Regions from separate parts of the Macaca mulatta genome. Here region 1 is linked to region 2. The links are chromatin contacts, called in public Hi-C maps. All regions are on one chromosome and are shown on one strand. The core of a region is the stretch at or near the end of the contact, and the rest is flanking DNA. Distances in the headings are between cores, read along the strand shown. Region 1 holds the start of CDC37L1 (cell division cycle 37 like 1, HSP90 cochaperone). Region 2 holds the start of JAK2 (Janus kinase 2).

What was found. Hi-C and Micro-C count contacts between places; a contact is called where the count stands out from the background.
Region 1: a contact with region 2 is called in a Hi-C map of fetal cortex germinal zone, with 2.8 times the contacts expected there. The contact joins the promoter of CDC37L1 here to the promoter of JAK2 in region 2. A contact is called at or near these places in 3 of 14 Hi-C or Micro-C datasets (CD4 T cells, fetal cortex germinal zone and liver).

The regions. Positions count from the first base shown.
Region 1 is chr15:94,734,729-94,739,533 of T2T-MMU8v2.0, forward strand. It overlaps CDC37L1 (cell division cycle 37 like 1, HSP90 cochaperone), which reads right to left and starts at 2,921. Exons shown (of 7, transcript NM_001257827.1): 1 at 2,627-2,921. The coding sequence starts at 2,758. It overlaps LOC144334706 (a long non-coding RNA gene), which reads left to right and starts at 3,002. Exons shown (of 2, transcript XR_013404856.1): 1 at 3,002-3,204.
Region 2 is chr15:94,437,142-94,441,964 of T2T-MMU8v2.0, forward strand. JAK2 (Janus kinase 2) reads right to left here and starts at 1,663. Exons shown (of 25, transcript NM_001265901.2): 1 at 1,274-1,663; 2 at 874-956.

The DNA of each region.
Region 1 (4,805 bases), core at 1,671-4,170, 300 kb after region 2:
GTGATACAGTGAGACTCCATCTCAAAAAAGAAAAAAAAAAATTAGCTGGGCACGGTGGTGGGCACCTGTAATCCCAACTACTCAGGAGGCTGTAGCAGGAAAATCACTTGAGCCTGGGAGGCAGAGGTTGCGGTAAGCCAATATTGTGCCATTGCACTCCAGCCTGGGCAACACCGCAAAACACCGTCTCAAAAAAAAAAAAAAAAAGGAAAAAGAAGACAATATATCAAGAAAAGTAATATGGTTATATGGATAAACAGAAATTATCTTGCATTTTCAAATTATTTGGGAGTAAATATTCTTTTCTCAAATCAAACAATTCTAAAAATAATTTATGTTTTAATTCTCCACAAACTACCCAGACAACATTTGGTCATTTGGCAAACTATCCAACATGTATTCAGATGATTAAATAAAATATTAGGTCACATTCTAATCCATGACCATACAGAAGTTTTAGAAAGACATTAAACATGATCTGCCTTTACATTAATTGGATCTAAGAATTACATATCACATAATACATTAAGAAATCTAGATCCCCCTTATTTGATAAAATTAAGCCAAAGCTGTTTTTTAGGATTATAAAATGTTAATTAAACATTTTATTTTTTTCCAAACATTCCAATCCAAAAATTTAAGTCTTAAAGCCAGCAAAACCAATAAGTAGGTCTGTAATAAACACATGAACTTAGAATTAATAATCACGTTGCAAATTTTTTTTTTTTTTTTTTGAGACAAGAGTTTCGCTCTTGTTGCCCAGGCTGGAGTGCAATGGTGTGATCTAGGCCACGGCAATCTCTGCCTCCAACAATTCTCCTGCCTCAGCCTCCTGAGTAGCCAGGATCACACACACCCACCACCACACCCAGCTGATTCTGTATGCACCACCACGCCCGGTTAATTTTGTATTTTTAGTGGAGACGGGGTTTCTCCATGTTGTTCAGGCTGGTCTCGAATTCCCGACTTCAGGTGATCCACCTGCCTCAGCCTCCCAAAGCGTGGGATTATAGGCGTAAGCCACTGCACCCGACCCACTTTGCAAATTTTAATACCATTTAAAGGTAGTTTCAGACAAAGTTTTACAGTACTTCACAGGGTGGGCAGTGCAGTAGGTGGGAAAATATACTGGACTAGGAGTCATAAGTGGGTTCTAGTTTTAACCTGGCCACTAACTAGTTACACGGTCTCAGGGAAATCACTTTTAATGAGAGAGATAAGCTTACTCACTTCTAAAAATCTTTCAGTTAAACAAATTTATAAGTGCACAAGTAAGAAATTAACATACAGATATTTCTCTAGATTACTTCTGTAATTCAACCACAATGCACTGTAATTCTTGACACCCTTTTTCCTCTTCATATGCCTTCCAAATTGACAATGGCACCTGCTGTTCACTCTTTTTTTCCTCCCTAACACATCATATGCTTATAATACATTTTGTATATAAAGATGACACTGGTGATCCAAAATTAGTGGGTGACTAATGATGGACCCATCAACTCTCATTCTATCCTCCTAAAAAATGTCTTATAGTTCCCCAGTGACTAGCTGGCCAAAGTACAGACAGTGGTTATGAAACAGCATTTTTCTCTGTGTGAAGCCAACTAACTCTGTTAGCTGGGCATAAGACTGATAATCTCACGCTTACTGGCAAACAATTTAACTCATCCTCATTAACATCTAGCAAAATAAGTTGAGAGGAAAACTACTATTAAATCTGTTACACTCTTGGGAACCCCATTTTGCAAGGAGGCGACAGACACCTATGATCCATTGAATATATTAGTGTTTAGACTGTGATCCTGAAATATACTTCCAAAACACACAGGGATTCGGAGGAGAAAAAAAACAGGAAAAGGTGATGCGAGTATGTAAGTATCCCCTAAGATAGGTCCCTGAAAAATCCTTAGTAGTATATCACATTTGGATACGTTTCAATGGCAGGAAGGCAGGAAAGCTGGATTGAAAACACAAGTAAATACCAGGAACCTAAGAGAAGTCTGAAGGAAAAGGCAAGTATATGCGTATATATTTTCACTGGAGAATGACGTGAAGCAAAACTAAACAGTAAGGCAAAGATGGTCACGCGAATGGGAGAGGTGTACGCCAGCGTCAAAAGCGAGGTTTGAAGAATTTACTCAGTTGTCAACATGGGTTGAAATCGCATGTGAAATCTTTGTGAGGACTCGGTGTGACGTTGAACTACAATCATTCACTGTTCCTATCAACTGTGCACAAGTATGCTAGAGCCTTTAACAGAATAAAGTGCTCCGGGAAAACCTCTCACAAGAGGACAAAGGGTCAATGTTACACCATGAGCCGCCCCAAATCTGGGTGCTGTCAGGAAGGGGAGATGGAGGAACGTCTTCCAAGGGTGAACAGCAATCAGCCAAGGTGAAAGAAAAGGTGTGCGTGGAGGTGGAGGTTGGTAATACATGGCCACCCCGTCTCCATCCGAAAATGCTATAAAAGGGGTGGGATGGTATCAGGCATCAGATCCCCGGGCCCCGGCAGTGAGGTGGGCGCAGAAAAAGGCTTAGAAGAGGGTCTGGGAGACGCGGCATTCCAGGGGTTTGGGGACAGCACCACTCCATCCCTCGGCAGAACGCAGGCCCCCTCTCACCTGGGCGCCGCCGCCCGGCAGCTGCGGGCAGCGGGGAGAACTGGGGAACACGTCCAAGTCACTCTCTTCCTCAGCCTCACCCTCGGCCCGAGGGAGGCTCCAGGGTCCCGGAGGCGGCCACGGTTGCTCCATGTCCGGCTGCTCCGGGTCCTACAACCGCCCCCGGCCCTACAACTGCCACTGCCAACAGACTTGGCGTGAGTGGAACCTGCTGCGCCGAGCCAGAAGCCCAGCCGGGGGCCAGGGCCGTTACCCAGAATCCCTCTACTGGCCGCGATGCCGCTGCACACCCCGCGATAGCCTGGGCCTCGCCACCGGCGGACGGCGGAAGAAATAGTCGGCACGGTGCGTCACTTCCGGTTGGGGCGGGGCTGTGAAGGCGCGTCCCGGGCTCTTTGCGTGTAGGGGGTGGATCTACAATTGTATTCCTGTTTTAAGCACCATTCTCTTTGAGCTTTTCGGCACTGCAAACTTAACGGCTAATGGCGCTGTGGGTGGAGAAATGTTTGTTAGGTAGCGTTAGGTATTGCTATCTGGTGTTCCCTATACCGAAAACGGCGGGTCCTGGCCGCCTGGAGGTACGCAGCCCAGGTGTCCACTTTGCATGTTCCTTGGAAATTGCAACTCGTTCCTTTACGTTGACATTTAAACCAGTGATTCTAAGGCAGAGTTGGGGCGGAGGGAGGAGAATTTTGAGCAAGCGGAGCCAGTTTTCCTCTCATTTCTAATTACAGGCAACAACAGAATTCTGTGGTTGGTTGGTTGGAGGAGTACACCAAAAATAAAGTACCAGAGCGAGCACGGCTTCAAAAAAATTAGGATCAGTACCGCTAGTAGCGAACGTATAAGAAGGGCTTCCTGTATTCCTACGTATCTTGTTTAAGCCTAAAGATGTGTGCCCTCTTTATCCCCTTTTTTGGAGACGAGGCAATAGACCTAACAAGCCTGAGACCACACATTTTACAAGGAAGAGGTAGCATCCAGCCCCAGGGAGTTTAACTTCAGAACTTGCACGTTTAACAATCAGGTCTTGCTGCCCTACTCATAAAGAGACCCAAATAAAAACAACATGACGCCATTTTTTTCCATGTATTTAGATTGGCAAACTTATGAAGTCGCTTAATACCAAATGTGTACCAAGACGTAAGCAAATGATGTAAGAATGTCATTAGTGTAACCTTTTAGGAGGAGTAATTTGACAATATGAGAGGCTTGAGCGGATTGATTCAGCAATTTCACCACTAAGGAAGTATGCAACAATTATTTTTGCGCCAATATCCAAGGATTTATCTACAAAGATTTTTGGCAGCAATTTTTGTGTGTGTGTGGCAAGAAAAAAAAAAAGTATTCTGATTGTCCATCTATAGAGGAACTTAAATTACGGAATATTAATACAATGGGATATTACCCGTTTTTAAAAAAGTAAATTGTATCTAAATATGCTGATACATAAATACCTCCAAAAGGTATTGAGTTTTAAAGCAACTTGCAGAATTAAACATATGTGTACGTATACAGAGAGAGGGCAAGAGAGAGAGATGGTATTTGCGTGCATGTGGGGGTGTGTGCAGAACATTCCTGGAGGATATACAAGAAACTGTTAATGATTACCTCGGGTGGGTGAGCCTAGGAAGAAAAGCTGCTGAGGACCTTTACTTTCCACATTTAGCTTCCCTGTACTGTGCTGTTTGAAATTTTTCCAATGAATGTACATTAGTAATTATAACAGTACAAGATTACTATAAAATTAATTACAAATAAAAGCTGAGAATCACTTTTGCACCTAAACCTTTTGAATTTAGGGGTGAAAGTAACAGGAGAGACTGGAAAGGGAAGAATAAAAGAAAAACATTTTTCTCTTTGCTTCCATGAAGCCACCAAGTGCTTTGAATATGCCTGGCATAAAGTAAGCCCTGTATAAACGCTAATGCTGTTGGTTTTTCTCCTACCTCTTTTACTACTTCTCCTCAGTCTTCTTCCCTTCTAGCTGACCTCTAACTTTAGAGTTCCTCATATTTTGGCCAGTGAGGAGAATTCTGTGGCTTTACATAACATCTGTGTATCTATAATTCTCAAATTGAAATCCAAGTCCTGACCTTACCCCTGTGCTCCAGACTCATGTCTACCCGCTGATTTGTCATCTCTTTTTGAATGGTTCATACACATCTTAAATTTAACA
Region 2 (4,823 bases), core at 413-2,912:
TGAGCACCAACATGATGCCACAAGGGGAAAATTCCCTGCATAAGTACTTAATACAAACTTTGTTTCATGCACAGATGTAAAAATATTGCAAATGACTTAGTGGCTGTGTGAATAAGGTGTATATGAAACATGAATTTCGTATTTACAGTTGGGTCCCATCCTTGACATAGCTCATTTTGTATATGCAAACATTCCAAAATTAAAAAAAAAAAAAATCCAAAACACTTCTGGTCCCAAGCATTCTGGAGAAGGGATACAAAATATTTATTTGCAGTAGCCCAACTCACTGTAAAAACTTATTATGAAACCAAGAGTAATCATCTCCCTTATTCCCACTTCTAGTTTCCTTCTCCATACTAAGCCGCTACTATCCTTTCATTCAGAGAAATGGAGTTTCTCCTGACAGATTAGTATTTACCGGAAAACAAACTGGGTAAATTCAACCGACACAACAAGCTTAGGCAGATAAAACCATCACGAAGCATTCAGTGTGGTAGCAGAAACCCCAGCAAGAATAGCTAACGTGTTCTCACAAAAGCTATCTCTTATTGGTTGGAAATATTCCTCTTTGAAGGATTAAGAACCTCTGGCTGTCTAAGAAGAAAGGGTAATGGACAACGTTTTACATTTCTCTGCAAAGTCACGTTATGTGTAAAGCCAACAAAAAAAATGTTTCTTAAAGGATCCAAGACGAACAAAACACCCCAAAATTACTCTCGCATATCAACATTAAAAGTTTAGCACTGACATTTTCAGAGTAAGCAAAAATGAGCCCTGCCTGTCTTCACACGCTTCCAGCCTTCCTACGCACGCACTCCCAGCTCGCGACACCTTCTTCGCCTTTACTGCAGCGATAGAAGACAGCACACCCACCGTCGCGGGAGGAGGAGGAAGAACCTCTTTTTCTGCAGAAGAGAAACAGCTCACATCTTGTTCCTGTTGCCTTCTTCTGAAACCTAAAAAAAAAAACAAAAAAGCAGCAGTTACTACTACCACATAAGTCCAGGAGAAACAGATGCTTTCTCTAGGCTGTTTAAGTGTCTAGAAAATTTTAAAAAGGAATAAGGAGGTGGGGGGTGCGGGAATTATAAGACACAAATGGAAGCAAATATCACTAGCAAGACTCGTTCTAGGTGTCGTCTTAAAGAGGAAGATTTTTCTGGCTCAGAAGTTTGCTGCCACTAGCAGGGGGGAGGCGGGATCAGAAGGTAAGAAGGGGGTGGAGAGACAACTGCTGCCCCCCACCCAGAAGCCAGGCAGAGATAACACCCACCGGTTACACAGATGGGGCGACCAGAGTGCGCCCTTGAGCCCGCAGGGGCGGCTCCTACCCGGCGGGCCAAGGTCTGCGAAGCCCCGAGGCGGGCACGGCTCTGAGCGACCTCCAGGCTGAGCCCTCGGGGGCCCTCCAGGGTGGGCTCAGCTCCCACTCACATCCCTCCGCGGCGAGGACCAGGCCTCTCCCTGAGCCGCGGCAGCCCTCAGCCCCGACGCGCGCCGCAAGCCCGGGCCGAGGGGCCCGAGTGGCCGAGAGGCCGAAGTGACGACGAGAACACCCGAGCGAGCCGAGAGCCGGCCCAGCCTGTCAGCGCCGAGGGAGGCCGTTAGAGGCGTCCGCTGGTGCCCTCTTCTGCTCCTCTTCCTCTCTCCTTCTTGCAGCCCCACACCACTCCCACTTCGGGCAGCCGGGAAGCCCGTCACAGTTGTCTCCACCCTCTCCTGGGCCACACCGTCTTCTCAACGCCGCGGGCGACACTGACTTGGTCGCCCTATTAGCTTCGAACTCAGCCTCCAGGTTGGCCTGCAGTCTCCCCGACTGGCAGGAGACTGGGCCGGATAGACGCTGGGGGAGAGCCGGACGCGTGTTCCGCAGTGCGCGTGCGCCCCTCGGTGCTGGCCGCGGGACCTGCGGGCGCGGGCCACGCAGGGCGGCGGCTTCTCGGGAAGCCGGCGGGCGCGCGTGGAGATTCCTGGGACTGCCCCTGGGCGTGAGCGCGCAACGAAGTTAGGGCGGCGGCGCCGCCTCGCAAAACACTGGTGCCTGGCTGGAGCTAGGTGCCAGCGCTGGGCCCGGGCTTCGCTAGATGGGCGGGTGTGTGTGTGTGGCCGCCGCCCGCCAGGGAAGCGGCCGGGAGTGAGTCAGCCTGACTGGCGCCCGCCCCTCCAGAACACAGCCCGCACCGGAGGAGGCCGGGCTGCCTCCGCACGGAGACTCCCCTCCCGCACACTTGTCCGCTTTCTGCTTTTCCTTCCACTTCCCGGGTACAGCAGACCTGTACTTCCCCAGTCCAGGCTGCTAGGCGGAGGGGAAGTGGCGCCGGGGGCCGGGGACAACAAGCTTACACGCGCTGTTTCGTGGCAATGCGACCTCCAGCGCCTGACTCCGATCAGGCACCTGGCTGGAAAGGGGTGAAGGTGGGATGAAGTGCCCAGCTGTCTGCGGGTTGGCGACAAGGCCTAGCGAATGTTTCTGCTAGAGGAGAAATAACTTTACCGGCGTAGCCTGGTGTAGCCCAGGAGAGGGTGGAGACAATGGCTGTGACGGGCTTCCCGGCTGCCAAAGGACCTTATTCATTTATTCAGATATTTACCGAGTGTCTACTAGGTGCCAGGCTGTAAGTCCCCAAAGATACTAAGTGAACACTACCCCACACACTCCTTGCCCTACTGGATTGTATTCTGATGGAAGCGACAAAATAACAAACAACGCTTTAAATGCATAATGTGCGGGGTGTGTGTAATTGCCACTAAGAAAATGCGTAATTTTCTGCTGCCATATACATAATAACAAAGAAAAGGAGTAGAAAGTGAAGCGGGGCTGTGCTGTTTCATGGTGGCCAGGAATGATTTCCTAGAATAAATGACATTTGAGCAGAGATCTAAAGGATGAGAATGAACCAGTCCCATGACTATCTGGGAAAACAATTTCAGGCAGAGGGACTCCTGAAAGCAAAGACCTTGAGAAGGGAATGTGTTTGGCAGGTTCAAGGATCAGGAAAGAGATCACTGTGGCTGGAGGACACTGAAGGAGGGGGCAGTGGTAAGAAGTGAGGCCAAAGAAGTAGCCTGGCAACAGATCGTGTAGGGCTTTTTTCAAGTATTAGCCCTCTTTCTGTCAACCTAAATGAAGTGACGCATTCATAGCTCCTGTTTCCCCATACACAAGTGATGCTGCTATTCAGGTCTGTCTTGTACTTACTGGTTTCTTTAAACCTCACCAAAGCAACTCCTGCATTTCTTCTTACATAAGACCCATTGCAAAAGGTCTTTAAGCAAATGATAGCAGCATAGGAAATGACTTGAATTCACCCTGACTCTTTTAAAGTAAATAATGAACTAGAGCTGTGTAAGAGGGAGGGATTTACAGGAAAATTGCATTCCTACGGCAACTGCTTCATAGGCAATATATGGGCAAAGTTAATTAGAATTTCTAATTATTAATTGTGACTCAGTGGCTTAGAATATCAAGGCTGCAATTACAAACAAAGACTACCAAAAGAGTTCTTTTTATTTTCCTGCAAACAAAAACTGTTACTGGGGTAAAAGCTAGAACACAGACCCACACAAAGAAGGAGAGCTGAAGATGACCTTAATGTCATGGTTAAATGAAAAGCATCAGAACTGTAGAAATGGAAATGTGATCTTTTGTGAGGGGAAAAAAATGCTTGTTTTAGAACTCTGAAACAGTATTATTTCCATTATAAGTGATGTTTCTATATTTTGCAGTGATATGCTTATGTAACTAGGCATGGTATCTGTTACTATCCACAGCCTGTTTGCAGGGAGAAGCCATTTAGAATTGGTGAATATTGAGGATATTTTTGTGGGGGAGCAGAGTATTTTCTTAATATTACAGATGTGGGTATGGAAGACAAGGTGGACAAGGGGTATATTATTCATAAGCCTATAGAATTGAGAAATCTTCTGTCTACCCACAGAGAAAGATGAAGCAACTTGCCTTCTGTCATTCAGAAAGTGAAAGCCTCCCTCATCACTAAGACATGATTTTAAGTCAATGCTACCCTGGAATGTTGAGCTTTTTTCACTCTGGGTATTAACAGAACTTTTGAGCTCTTTATGTGATTCCTGGTAGTGGCATCACTAGAAATTTGCTCCTCAAGGCAAACATTTCAGGAAATTTCCCCTATTCTTTGATAATGATGGAAAGAATTCCAAGGAATTTGACCAAGTCTTTCAGAACATTCACACAATATGAAGAAACAAGAAATATGAGCTGTAAGGTAACACATTTAGATTCAAAACTTTGTGGCAAGATCCAATGGGAAAAATTAACAGCTAGCTGTTGACTATGGGGCTGTGTGTAGTGTCTTGAGCTTTTGTCTTTCCAGTGTTGGCCAGCATGGCAGCGGTGATTCTTGACTGCTATGCCCAAACCCGCCCCCAACCACAACGAGACTGCCTCAGTAAGTGTGAGATGGCACATTGGCTTCTATATCTTTTTAACATTTTTAGGTGGTTTGACATAAAGCCACAGTTGAAAATCCATGGCCAAGAGTTTACGAACTTACGCTTTAGAGTCCAGACCACCCAGGTTTCTTTCAATCACAGCTTTTGCCAGGAAAGTTTATTTAGATTTTCTAAGCCTCTGTTTCCTCATCAGTAAAATGAGGATAATAATCTCCCCTGTAGAGAGATTTTGAAGATTAGGTGAAAAAGTATTTTAAAACCCTTAGCACAGTTATCAAATGCCTATTATATCTGTGGCAGGACCAATTTACAGATATAACCAAGCTGGGAGGTGTAAGAAATTTGTTTAATTTTATTAGGAAGATTGAAGTATGTGTCACAGTTTATTGTACTAC